Regions from separate parts of the Hordeum vulgare genome. Here all the other regions are linked to region 1. A link is a contact called in public Hi-C data. All regions are on one chromosome and are shown on one strand. The core of a region is the stretch at or near the end of the contact, and the rest is flanking DNA. Distances in the headings are between cores, read along the strand shown.

Region 1 (4,418 bases), core at 1,436-3,935:
CTATATGATGTATTAGGTAATCTTGATTTTACTAGAGGGTGTGTGGAACCAAAATGGAGTAGTGTTAGATCCTCGATGAAGCATCCAGAGCCTTTCTCGGTGACATATGTAGCCCTAGGGAATGAGGATTGCATTTTCAAATTTTACAAAGGTAAATTCTTCACAAATTCAATATGGGTCGTAGTACCATGTAGTAGTATTATCTCACTAGTTGCTCCTCCTCGAGATCATTATATTTTTTTTAAACTATGACTTTAGCACTCTTAAATACTGAAGGGCTACAACTTATATCCTCCTTTGCACATGAAATTATTATTTTCTCCTGAACAGAACATTACCAGAAATTTTACAATGTCATACGGTTTGTTTATCCCGACATACAAATGATATCGAATTGTGACGGCTCACTTTGCGCACTTGACTAGCCTGTGATTTTTGTATGATTTTCATGTAAAACTACTTACTCTAGCACCATTTGTTGTTGTCTTTTTCCTGATCCAGGGTCGATTCTAGGTGATCTACCATTCGTTGTTGTCTTTTTCCGGATCTAGGGTAAATTCTAGATGATGTTCGGGGGGTGGGAGAGGGAAGGGGGGGGGGGGGGGGGGCGAGCGCCCCCTGGCCCCAAGGCCCCAACGAGCTTGTACATAGTACACTCACGAACCAAACATTCTTGTCGATGACCTAGGTTCTTGTTTCACAAACTTTTCACGTAGGCTAACAATTCAAGGTGTATGTCAATGCTCTTATAAATAGTTACACCATCTGTTTCATTTTTTCTCATAATAGTTTGCTATCCTAACACACTAGAGATTTGATCTATGTATTTCTCATGATTGTGAGTTCACTACCTTTCAAGGTAATTCGTTCGTCTTGCTATATGATGTATTAGATAATCTTGATTCTACAAGAGGGAGTGTGGAAAAAAAATGGAGTAGTGTTAGAGCCTCGATGAGGCATCTAGAGCCTTTCCCGGTGACATATGTAGCCCTAGGGAATGAGGATTGCATTTTGAAATTATACAGAGGTTGCTCCTCCTCGAGATCATCGAACTTTCTAAACTATGACTTTAGCACTCTTAAATACTCAAGAGCTAAAATGTGTACCTTGCTTTGCACATAAATTTATTATTTTTCTCTTGAACATAACATTATCGGAAATTTTACATTGTCATACGCGCGGCTTATCGTGACATACAAATGGTATCAAACTGTGACAACTCACTTTGGGCACTTGATCATCTTGCTCATTTTTGTATGATTTTCATGTAAAGCTACCTACTCTATTACCATTTGTTGTTGTCCCTTTTCTGATCCAGGGTTGATTCTAGGTGATGATGTGGGTGAGGGAGGGGGGCGAGGCCCCCCCGTCCCCAAGGCCCAAACGAGCTTGTTGCCCCTCAATAGTGATTTTGTACCAGCAGTTTATTTTGTGTACCCACGTAATATAGAAAATTAGTCTCTTGTTTTGCCCCATCTGCCTCATATAATCAAAGCCCATGTTTGTATGAGATTTTGCATGGAGCTAGTCCAAGGACCAAATATAAATGAGAAAGGAAACCGGTCCACCGTCGAAGGAAAAGGCCCACGCTCAAGCTCACACACATACGCGGCAGTTCTACCTCCTCTAAGGGAGGGAGCTCCTATACGAGACCTCCTATGTGCTGGTCGTTGCGGCAACTGCAGAGCGGACGCATAGGGGGTCGCCCCGACTGGGCCGGCCGAAGTTAGCAACCAGTAGAGAATCTGGAGACCACAAAAAAAGTTAGCGACCAGCAGTTAAAAAATCTGAAACATTTCAGTAAAAATATCGGATTATTTTTAAAAATTCCGGAACATTTTTTAAATTCCGGAATATTTTTACAAATCCGGAACATTTTTTCGAATTCTGGAACATTTTTTAAATTCATGAGCATTTTTTAAATTCTGGAATATTTTTTCCAATTCTGGAACATTTTTAAAATTCCGGAACTTTTTCCAAATTCCGAAACATTTTTTCAAATTGTGGAAGATTTTTCTAAATTCCGATTTGTCTTTCAAAATTTGGAACATTTCTTTTGAAAAATTAGAAACATTTTAATAACAATATTAGAACATTTTCTAAAATTCCAGAACATTTTTTCAAATTTTGGAAGTTTTTTCTAAATTCCGGAACATCTGTTAAATCCGGAACATTTTTCTAAACTGCTGAACATTTTTAAAATTAAGGAAAAAATTTCAAATTACAAAACAATTTTCAAATTCTGAAACATTCTTTCAAATTTCGGAATATTTTTTGAAAATCCAGAACATTTTTAAAACGGAAACAGAAAAGTAAAACCGGAGGTATTGGCATGTAAATGGGCTGCCTATTACCAAATGCTAGGTGGGTGCCCCTGTGAGAAGCCTCGACATTTCGACGAAGAATGCGGCGAATAGGAATTTCCCTCCTATACGCGTTCTTTGCGGCAGGGAGTGCACCATTTGCGGCAGGGAGTTTGGCCAGCCCATTTGCGGCAGATAGCGGTAAAAAGTTAATATAAAATCTGAAACATTCTTTCAAATTTCGGAATATTTTTTGAAAATCCAGAACATTTTTAAAACGGAAACAGAAAAATAAAACCGGAGGTATTGGCATGTAAATGGGCCGGCCTATTACCAAATGCTAGGTGGGTGCCCCTGTGCGAAGCCTCTTCATTTCGACGAAGAATGCGGCGAATAGGAATTTCCCTCCTATACGCGCTCTTTGCGGCAGGGAGTTTGGCCAGCCCATTTGCGGCAGATAGCGGTAAAAAGTTAACATAAAATCTGGCCGGGAATCGAACTCACGACCAGCTGCAGAATCGTTCGGACTGCTAGCCATGACGATAGGCTGGTATTATTGCACATCATGCAGCGTCATCCGAAAAGAAACGGCAGCAAACAACAAATTTTAAAAACAATACTCACAAAAATATTAAAACGCGTGACAGTAAGAGGGACCGAGCACAAAACCTCCAACGAACATTTGAATTTCGCAATGCCGACATTTCGGAATTGTGAACATTTTCTGAAAATATGAATAAGTTTTGAAACTCAAACATTTTTTGAATTAATAGAAACAAGGAAAAAAAATTGAAAACTGAACTTTTTTGAGTTTGTGAACAAATTTGGAAACATGAACGGCTTTGGAATTACTGAACAAATTTTGGATACAGGAATATTTTGTGACTTTGTGAAAAAAATTCAAAATGAAAACATTTTCTGAAATTCCCGTACAATGTTGAATTCGTGAGAATTTTTTTAAAAGCGATCATTTTTTGAATTTATGAACAATCTGCCAACAATTTTTGAAATCCATATTTTCAGTTAAATGCTCGATTTTTCATGAAAAATAAGAACATTTTATGTACATACAAAACATTTCCAAATTCGATCAACATTTTTGATAATCAACAAACTTTGAAACATGAACGCTTTTGGAATTCATGAACAAATTTTGCAAACACGAACATGTTTTTAACTTTGTGAACAATGTTTCAAAACAATAACATTTTCGGAAATTCCCACACAATTATGAATTCGTGAGAAATATTAGAAAGCGAAACTTTTTTAAATTTATGAACAATCTGCGAATAATTTTTGAAAATCTTGATTATTTTGGTCAGACTTGATTTTTTAAACCAGAACATTTTCCGATTTCGAAGAACATTTTTTAAAAATCACGAACATTTTGTAGAGAAACTAGAACATTTTTTGAAAATTATAGAACATTTTCGGAAAATCTTAAAAAAATGTTTAAAAAGGAAAAAAACATATCGAATTTAAAGCCCATTTTTTTTGAAAATAGAATGTTTTAAAAAATTATTTTTTTTCCAGCATAAACAGAAAATAAAGTAAGAAATAGATTAGAATAAAGAGAAAAGGAAACAAAAAGAAAACGTCGGTTCAAAGAACCTTTTAGAATTTTTCAAAAACCAGAAAACCCCGAGTGAAAGGTTCCAAAACCAGGGCGCTGGAAACGGGCCTACCCAGTCCGGAACCATCGCTAGCACGTCTGTGCGAAGGATCGACAATCTGCAACAAAATACAGTACGACATATAGGATTTTCCTCTAAAGACGTCTCCTATTCGGGCAGATCCTATTTAAGAAAAAAAATTATTCGACGCATTCTGCATCAATCTGTTGGCCAATCTCGCATGCAAGCTAACTTACGATCGTTTTTTTTTTCGGTCTATCTATCACGTACCTTCCAAAGAGTTCACAGACGGTTTCTGAACTGTACTTTTTTTTTTGCCTTTTTTTGCCTTTTTTCCTTTGCTTCTGTTTCCCTTTTTTCTCATTACATTTATTTTTTCATTTTGTTTCCGTATTTTCCTTTTAATTATTTGTCCTCTTTTTTCTGTTTTGAAATTGGAAATATTTTGTTAAAGTTTTTAAAATATTCTCATCTTAAATTT
Region 2 (4,217 bases), core at 1,326-3,825, 200 kb before region 1:
GCTCCCTGCGTATGAATCAACGACTCCAGAATGGTTCAGAAAGCCACATGAGCGGATAAGGATCAGGGAACCGCATGATCGATCTTTGGATACTCCATCTAGGCGCATCACGTATCTTTTCTGACGTGGGAGCACCTGGGAGCACAAGGCAGACTGTTGGTGCCCCACTTCGGCCAGGTGTTGCTGGGGCCTAAACCTTGATTCCGACGACAAAAACGCGACCCTGTGCATTATGGGTGACATGATCGATTATCCCTTGGACAAGCTCCGTATAGATAGCTGTGTACGCTATGAAATGTGTTTCAGCCAGGCAATGATCTGGGATGCTCCTGCATGCAATGATCAATCATTTCACCGATTCTTCGCGACGGTTTCTGCTCCACGTTTTAGGCAGTATTTTGTGTTTTTTTATACGACATGTTTGGCAGCTCATAGGTCTAAACCGTCTCCATGCTCTCGATCAGGTGATGCATATCGGTGCCTTGAAAGCTAACACCACCTTGATGCGGATTAGCATTGATTGAGCATGGAAACACAAAATGACTTGGCGACATTCCAAAGTTTGTACTGTGGTATGCTTGTCGCCTGTCGACATGAACGTGTCCGCCCAGTACTGTCTGATTGATTGTACGCCACTTTAGAGTACTGTACAACTTTTTTTTTCTCGCAGTAAGAAAATAGAACTACTACTAATTTTTTATGGTTTTTTAGAATTACTATTTTTTATGTCATAGAAATGCTTTCAAACTTGTAGATATGTTCAGTTTTTTGGATCTTGGTGCAGACCAAGTTCTTTTTTAGCAAACGGTCCAACTTAATTTTGAAGGCATATATGGAATCTAAAAGGGTGGAATGAATAATAAAGAAATTAATGACAAAGCTCCAAATTAAATCACAGTCTCTGAATTAAGCATGTCATCTCTAACACCTTATTGCGCATCTCGGTGTTCCATGTATGTATATGGTGTCACGTTCCTTCTTGGAGGCCTCTGCGATGGTGCCTAACTCGCAATTGGTTGAGCGAGCCCTTCCGCCCTTCTCATGACACATTGTTGTGGCTGGTCTTGGCTATGCTTTGTGCTTTCTCGTCGACGACATATCAGTGGCATCCGGTTGTCTAGGAAGCTGATGCTTTTCATAGTGCCGGCAACAAACCTCGGCTTGTTGGTGCTTCGGCGGCACCTAGAAAAACCTAGGGAGGCCTTGACCATCCATCGCCCTTTGACCTAGTGGTGGCACACCGATGTCATGGGCCATATGGACATTGTTCAAATTAGATCACGTATTCATAAGTTTTCATGAAACTTTCTTGACATAATATGTACTCCCACGGATACTATACTTACATTTGATGCAATAACATATGAGTGCTTCCCATTGTGCATTTTATATATCTAAAATTTTGTGAGTAATTTTGAATTCGTGAGTACTTTTAAAATTCATGCAAATTTATTAAAATTCACAAAAACAAATCATGGACATTTTTAAATTTTGCGAACATTATAAAAATAAGAACATTCATTCACTTTGCTGACATTTTTAAATACATCATTTTTTCTCAAATTCATTACTTTTTAATTCACGTACACGTTTTAAATTTTAAGAGAAATTTTTGAGTTTTCTACATTTTTTAAAGTTCATGAAATATATTATTTATAATGAAACCAATAAAAATAAGAAAAACATGAAAAAAGGGGGACTTCATGTCAAACGTCTTAAGGGGCCCGAGCAGTTGCCTGGCGCTAACGCGCCCGAGCTCGTGGGATGGCCCAAGAAGAACGCTAGTGCCTACTCCCTCCGTTCCTAAATATAATTGTTTTTGGAGATTTCAGAGCAAAATAAGTGAATCTATATTTTAAAGTATGTGTATATACATCCGAATATAGTCTATTAGTGAAAACCTCTAAAAAAACTTATATTTAGGAACAGAAGGAGTAAATCGCATTTGACCGGTCATTGTTGACCAGTTAAAGGGTCAATTGTTGACTTCGGGAAAAAGTACAAACAAATTAAAAAGAAAATAAGAAAATCAATAGCAAGAAATAAAAAAGCGTGAATTCAAAAAATATTCACGGGTATTGATAAAAAGTCCATAAACTTCAAAAATAATCATGAATTTGGAAAATCTTCATAGATTAAGAAAAAAGTTAATTGAATTTTAAAAATAATTCGCAGTTTTTTTAAAGTTCATTGATCTTGAAAATATGTTCACGATTTTGAAGAACAAAATCAACAAATTTTAAAGAAAAAAACTCATCAAATTTAAAGAAGAAGGTTATCACATTTGCAAAAATGTCACCTATTTGGAAAACAAGTCCATTGATGTTGTAAACTACGTTCGTCGAAGCTGAAAAGTTCATGAATTTTGGAAAATAAGATCAAAAAATAAGAAAGAATAAAAATATTGAAGAAAATAAAAAAGAAAAACAAATAAAATAGAGTGGTATAAAAACACCAAAAGGAAAATGGAATAAAACGGACCGAAGCTTCCCAAAATCGGGAGTGTGGAGCTTCCTGTGGTGTGTTTGGGGCCTTTGGGCCACCCTATTTGGAACGAGAGAAAAGAGGGGGAAGGGCCCGATTGCACGACATTGCCCGATTGCACAAATATAAGTAACAGACGCAGAAGGGGAGCAACTAGTTGGGCGGGTGCTTCTTCGGAGGCCTTCCAACAATCACTTCCAAGCGTCGTTATTTGGCGTGTTTTTTTCGCGAGAGGCACGGTCGTGCTTCTCAAAAAGGAAAAAAAATACATGTTTCCTTTTCTTTCCTTTCTCGAGAGGCATAGATTTTCTTTCGCTGGAGACACAGTCGTGCCTTTCGGAAATGAAAAAAAACATTTTTGGTTTTTTTTATGAGAGGCACGAATTTGCTTTCGTGGGAGGCAAGGTCGTGTCTTTTGAAAACGAAAAAATTGTGTTTTTTGTTTTTTTTTTCGTGAGAGGCACGGCTTTTCTTCCGCGAGAGACACGGATTTGCTTTCTTGGACGGCATGGTAGTGCCTCTCGAGAATGGAAAAATAAAGTTTTGGGTTTTTTTCACGAGAGGCACGGTCGTGCTTCTCGGAAGCAGAAAAAATATGTTTTCTTTTTTCTCGCGAGCATGGTTTTTTGTCTGTTTTTGTTGTGGAAAAAAAGTTCGTCAAACCGTATAAACATGAGATCTAGTTTTAAAGATCTCGAGGCGATGAATTCAAACATGAAAACGTTTCGACATTTGGACCCACGATTTAATAGATAAACATTTTGAAAATAAAGGATCTACAAAAAAATAGAAAAACTCACAGGTTGCAACAAGTGAAATACATGCAATGTATCATTTGTTTCAACGTGAGATGGTGGAAGTGATCTTTAAAGCGAGGACTGCTCAATTTGTGATTTCGTAGAAAGTGTCATATAGGAAATGCTGGAAATAAGGCAACTCATTGTACGCCCATGTGTTGGGAGACTCCCGTGCGTTGGGCAAGGCCCATCTAACAGCAAGCGATGTGACCTACTGAATAACTTGCTTGCTCGGTTGCTGGTTTGCTTGGTCGTGACACTCTGGGCGATCTGGGCAGCTAGACGGAAGGCTATCCATGAGGGTATTTTTCGAAGCTCCCAATCGATATACTGTTTTTGTCAAATAATACATTGAAGAACTTGATATGGTCAAAGAGACCCGAGTCCGCGCCCAAAGGCTCCACCTAAGGGCTAGGGCTATAGCAAAATACATGCTGATGCGTAGCTGTGCGTAGGGATAGCGGAGGCAACTACGTTGGGAGCTCTGCTCTGGTTATTGATGGATTTTATGACCCATCTATTCTAGAGGTGATTGCATGCAGAGAGGCGCTTGCATTGGCAACACACTTGCATCTTCAACAAATTGTTATTGCTTTTGAATCTAAGCAAGCAGTTTGTGATATAAACAAAGGAGTAGGAGGAAAATATGGAGCCGTCATCAACGAAATAAACTTTGAGAGCCTGCTTTTACATGTAATTTTATTTTTGAAAGTCGCGTTGTATATTCTGAAGCACATAGCTTAGCCAAGTATACTCTTAATCTCGAGCAGGGCGTCACGTTTGATTTGGCCAACCACATGATCCGATTTGTATCCCAACTTCAATGGCTTTGTTGAATAAAGTTTGGCTAAACCCTAAAAAAACTAACTAATCACCTTTTTGGCCTAGAGCATGTCAAATGTTGCGCCTACCCGCCACCACATGCGGCGTGTTGCG
Region 3 (4,283 bases), core at 181-2,680, 210 kb after region 1:
GTAATTGGTGCATGATTCAGTTAAAGGTATACACCTAATGTTACGCATGTTCTGCTTTTGTGAAGAGCCACGGCTCAGTTTGTGTCACACGTAAGCATCATCCCTTTTACCACACAATTGCAACCAAAATGTACTATGTTATGCAGATAAATCAACTACGCCCCTGTCGCATTGCTCGTTCGTCGCTCCGGCCTCATCGTGCGACCTCATCACACGGGCTCACCGTGCATGCCTCACCACGTGATCATATCATTTCCAAGCACTTCAAGGCAACCCAACGCAAGATCAACTTCTCCCTCAAGACCTCATCAAGCGAGCCAAGACGACGCATTCGCTTCAGCATCAACCCTGGTGCAGATAAACTACCGATGGAACAATATGGTGAGGGTACCTAGGAGGCCGTGCGCCTGGCGGACCGGGTGTTCTCAAGGTAGGATTCACAGCTGCTCAAGGCTGAGTCGAACTTATGAATACATATATGTGGTTTCCTTGCGCGGTCGCTTCTACTTTATTTCGCGCTGCTGCGTTTCTGTTGAAGATGCTCTAAGGACGTTCCAGGAACATTCGGGACATCGACATCTTCTCCCATAGTTGCAGCCTAGTTGGGAGGTCTGTGGCCTATCATGAGCATTCGAGCGATCCCACGAGCGTTCGGGACAACGGCAACTTCTTCCATAGCTGCAGCCCAGTAGGGAGGGCCGTGGCCTCTCAGGCGTATATTGGGCCAGCTGGATACAACCCAATTAGGAAGGGGTACCGGATTAAGCGAGGATTTGAAAGATGTTGTTTCTCTTCGAGGGAGGAAACAAAGCGGTACACTTGGTGGGCATTTCTTATTTGGCGCCACAAGAGTCAGTTAACGTACATTTTTGTTAACTGGCGCATGTGACGTTTGTAAATGGACGGCCCATCTAGGTGCCGTTTGACTTTAAAAAAAAGTATGATCTTATTTGAATATTGATGAACATTTTTTAAATTTCAGAGAATATGATTTAAGATCGATGAACTTTTTTGAATATCGATGAATTTTTTTGAATTTTAATGAACCACTTTTTGAAAATGGATGATACCGTTTTTAAGATTTATGAACTTTTTTTTAGTTCAGTGAACTTTTTAAAAAAAACATAAATTTCACTATTTTTTTTGAATGTTTTAAAAGTTTATTGAAATTTTTAAAAAATTAATGAACTTTTCCTAAATTGGATGAACTTTGTTTTCAAATTGATGAACGTTTTTCAAAATTGATGAACCTTGTTTAAAGATATGAACTTTTTTCTCAAATGGATGAACCTTTTTTATGTAAATCTATAAACCTTTCTTGATTTTATATTTTTATTTTTGTAACAAAAAAGTCCAAGAAAAACTGGGCAGCACTCCAATGGGCTGGCTCATGCTACCAGTGCTGCACGCGCCGGATCGTTAACGGACACCGGCAGCGATGCATAGGAGCTATCAACTTGGTGGTGGCAGCTCACGGTAATTTGAGCCAACACCACGCTTCACGTTTCGGTGAAGCTGGGCCGGCCTGGCTTCTCCTTTTTACTCATAGGGAATGAGCAGCTTCGCGAATTTAGCTTTTCTGGCTAAAACTGTTCGGGACAAATTCAATCATGAAGTTTTGGAAGCGTGAAGCTGGAGTACATTTGAACAAGCCCTAAATCTGCCCATGACTGGTTCTTTTTGTCTTAATTCTTTCATTTCTTTTTCTGGCCTTTTTTATTTTTACCAAAATTATTTCTTCTTTTCCCTGGTACATTCCATTTCTTTTTCTGTCCTTTTTTTTTAACTTTTACCATGTTTTTGATTTTTTTAATTCATTTGTCAACATTTTGTGAAACCATGAATTTGAGATATGTTCCAAGATGTCAAGTACAATAATATTTTTTAAATTGTTCATGAACATTTTTAAAATTATTCATGAATATTTTCTGCAATAAGGTAACAATTTTAAGAGTGAAGAACATTTTTTTAAATCGGAATATTTTTCACATACATGGACATTTTTTAAGTCAATGAACGATTTGTGATTTTTTTTTAAATACGTGAGGAATTTTAGAAATTTAAAATATTTTCAAATTTGTGAACAGTTTTTATCTACATGAACAATTTCTGAAATCTAGGAACGATATTGAAATTCATTATCATTCTTTGAAATTTATATGTTTATATTTTTTCAAATTTGGAAAAGAAAATGAAACTGGTGTTCATCTTTAAAAGTTTGAACATTTTTTGAAAACAGATTTATGTTTAAATTTCAAGTATTTTCACAAGAAGTATGTATATAAAAAGAACAAAAAAAATCAGAGCCTCCCAGCCACGCATATGGCTGGTCCAAAAATGCGCGGGGAACATGAGGTGCGTGTTTCCTCAGTATTCCCCTCATTCGCTGGGGAATAGGAGTTTTTATGTTCATGTGACCCACATCAACGTAGGTCGGGGAATAGGAAGTCTCACGCTGCATCGTATCCACCATCCTAGCTGAGTCTAGCCTGGCTAAGATGATGCAAAAATAAATTGGGATATATGTTTGGTTGTGTGCATGGTGTTGGGCAGGCCAATGTGAGATGTTGTTTGGCAGGTTGTATGCGATATGGGCGAACTCCTACACCACCAGTGCACCATGGCGCCACCCCCCACCCCCTCCAATTTAGCTTCTGCAAAGTACGCGCATGGAGCTCCGACCAATGGCGAAAGAGGGAGCTCAGATGGCGGGATTGAGGTGGGCGGAGCTCTGACCAAGAGGGATCTTGGACTGGCGGCGCGAGAGGGAGCTCTTGACGGCGACGCGAGAGGGAGCTCCCGACGGTGGTGGCGGTGGCGATTGGTTGTGCGCTTGATCTGATCCGAAGCCTAAGAGAGGAGAGGGAAGAGAGATCGGTAAGGTTGCGGTGGCAGTTTGAAAGTAAATTTGGAAAATATCGGGGCCTATCTTATGTAACGTTTCATTTTAAGTGGAGGAGCGGGTGCAGGCACGAGGCTACATGAGTGAAACGCACGATTCCTGCGTTTCTCTCAGCCTAGCCGAGAGGGGTCCTTTTGCATCCGCCGTGCCAGGCCAAGGAGGCCATACAGGATGCCAAATGGGCCAGATTTTGCATGCGTGATGTTAGACATATGCGAGCTAGGGAACCAAACATGCCCTCTATATTCACGTAAACCCGGGCATGGACAACCAGACCCGAAAAACCGGTCTTCACACTTGACATTCGGACCGGGATCGGGCCTCAATTTACAGGGTGGAAGGTAGTTCGGGCTGGGCTCGGGCCTTTCTTTTTCAAGATTTCTAACCGAGCTTTCGGGCTTTGGGCCAGGCTTACACGTGCAAACACTAGTAAAAAATATTCAGGTCAGGCTTTCGGGATCCGGGCTTGATTCTGGGCCGGGAATGGGCTCGAGAAAAGAGTGCATTTCGAGTTTCGGGCCAAGCTCACGCTTGAGAAAAGAAGGCTGGGCTTCACAAGCCCGGCTTGAAACCCAGCCCTGCCTGATGTATGCCCGGGTTTATATTCAAGTCGTCCACGTCACTTCATTGGTAGTCAAACCTATGAAAGTAATCACTCCGCTGTTGCCGCAGCCTCCTGGCCCTCCGATGATGGAGTCGCCTAGCTGAACTCGTGTGAATCACACTGTGCCTAGCATTGTGTTGCTTGTACGTCCACGTTGCAGCGCCGTCGCTGACCAACTATTCGATTTCAAGCTGCTTGTTGAACACTTTTTTATTGCCTCGCTACCTAAAGAGCGCATCCATTAACCACGCGGCAAGCGTGGAATAAGCAATTTTCAAACAGACAAAAAAAGACGCTATCATGGGGATATTTGCTAGTTTTAACAAAGTTCGTGAAATATATGTTGATTATAAAATGCTACATATGCAAAAAACAAATGTTCATGTATTCAAGAAGTGTTTGCGGATTCAAAAATACTAATAAATTCAAAATATGTTCACAAATTCCAACGATGTCCACATATTAAGAAAAGGTTTGTGTATATAAAAAAAATGTCCATGAATTTAAAAATGTTTTAGAATTGAAAAAATCAAATTCAAAAAGTTTTGTTACGAATTCAAAAAGTGTTTGTGTATTCAAAATAGCCATGGATTAAAAAAAGCTTCTGAATTCAATACATGTTTGCGCTGCAGTAAAAAATGTTCACGGATTCGAAAAACGTTCAAACATCCAAAATATGTTCAGAGCAAATAAGAATATGTTCATGAAAACGAAAAAATATTCACTTATTGAAAAAAAAGGTTGTGGATTCAGAAAAAATAATGCAAATTTGAAATA

The links. A called contact is a pair of places that touch in the nucleus more often than the background predicts.
Region 2: a Hi-C map of leaf shows a contact between it and region 1, with 2.2 times the contacts expected there. The contact joins two enhancer-like sites. A contact is called at or near these places in 2 of 6 Hi-C or Micro-C datasets (leaf and seedling).
Region 3: a Hi-C map of leaf shows a contact between it and region 1, with 5 times the contacts expected there. The contact joins two enhancer-like sites. A contact is called at or near these places in 2 of 6 Hi-C or Micro-C datasets (leaf and seedling).

The regions. Positions count from the first base shown.
Region 1 is chr4H:575,429,331-575,433,748 of MorexV3_pseudomolecules_assembly, forward strand. No RefSeq gene overlaps it. Among protein-coding and RNA genes, the nearest start is that of LOC123447170, 7.0 kb to the left of the region's middle. Within about 2 kb of position 2,686, at least 2 of the 3 cell types and tissues checked have open chromatin away from gene starts, as enhancers often do. A contact at or near this core is called in leaf, where this site is marked.
Region 2 is chr4H:575,232,251-575,236,467 of MorexV3_pseudomolecules_assembly, forward strand. No RefSeq gene overlaps it. Among protein-coding and RNA genes, the nearest start is that of LOC123447165, 24 kb to the left of the region's middle. Within about 2 kb of position 2,576, at least 1 of the 3 cell types and tissues checked has open chromatin away from gene starts, as enhancers often do. A contact at or near this core is called in leaf, where this site is marked.
Region 3 is chr4H:575,643,136-575,647,418 of MorexV3_pseudomolecules_assembly, forward strand. No RefSeq gene overlaps it. Among protein-coding and RNA genes, the nearest start is that of LOC123449666, 22 kb to the left of the region's middle. Within about 2 kb of position 1,431, at least 3 of the 3 cell types and tissues checked have open chromatin away from gene starts, as enhancers often do. A contact at or near this core is called in leaf, where this site is marked.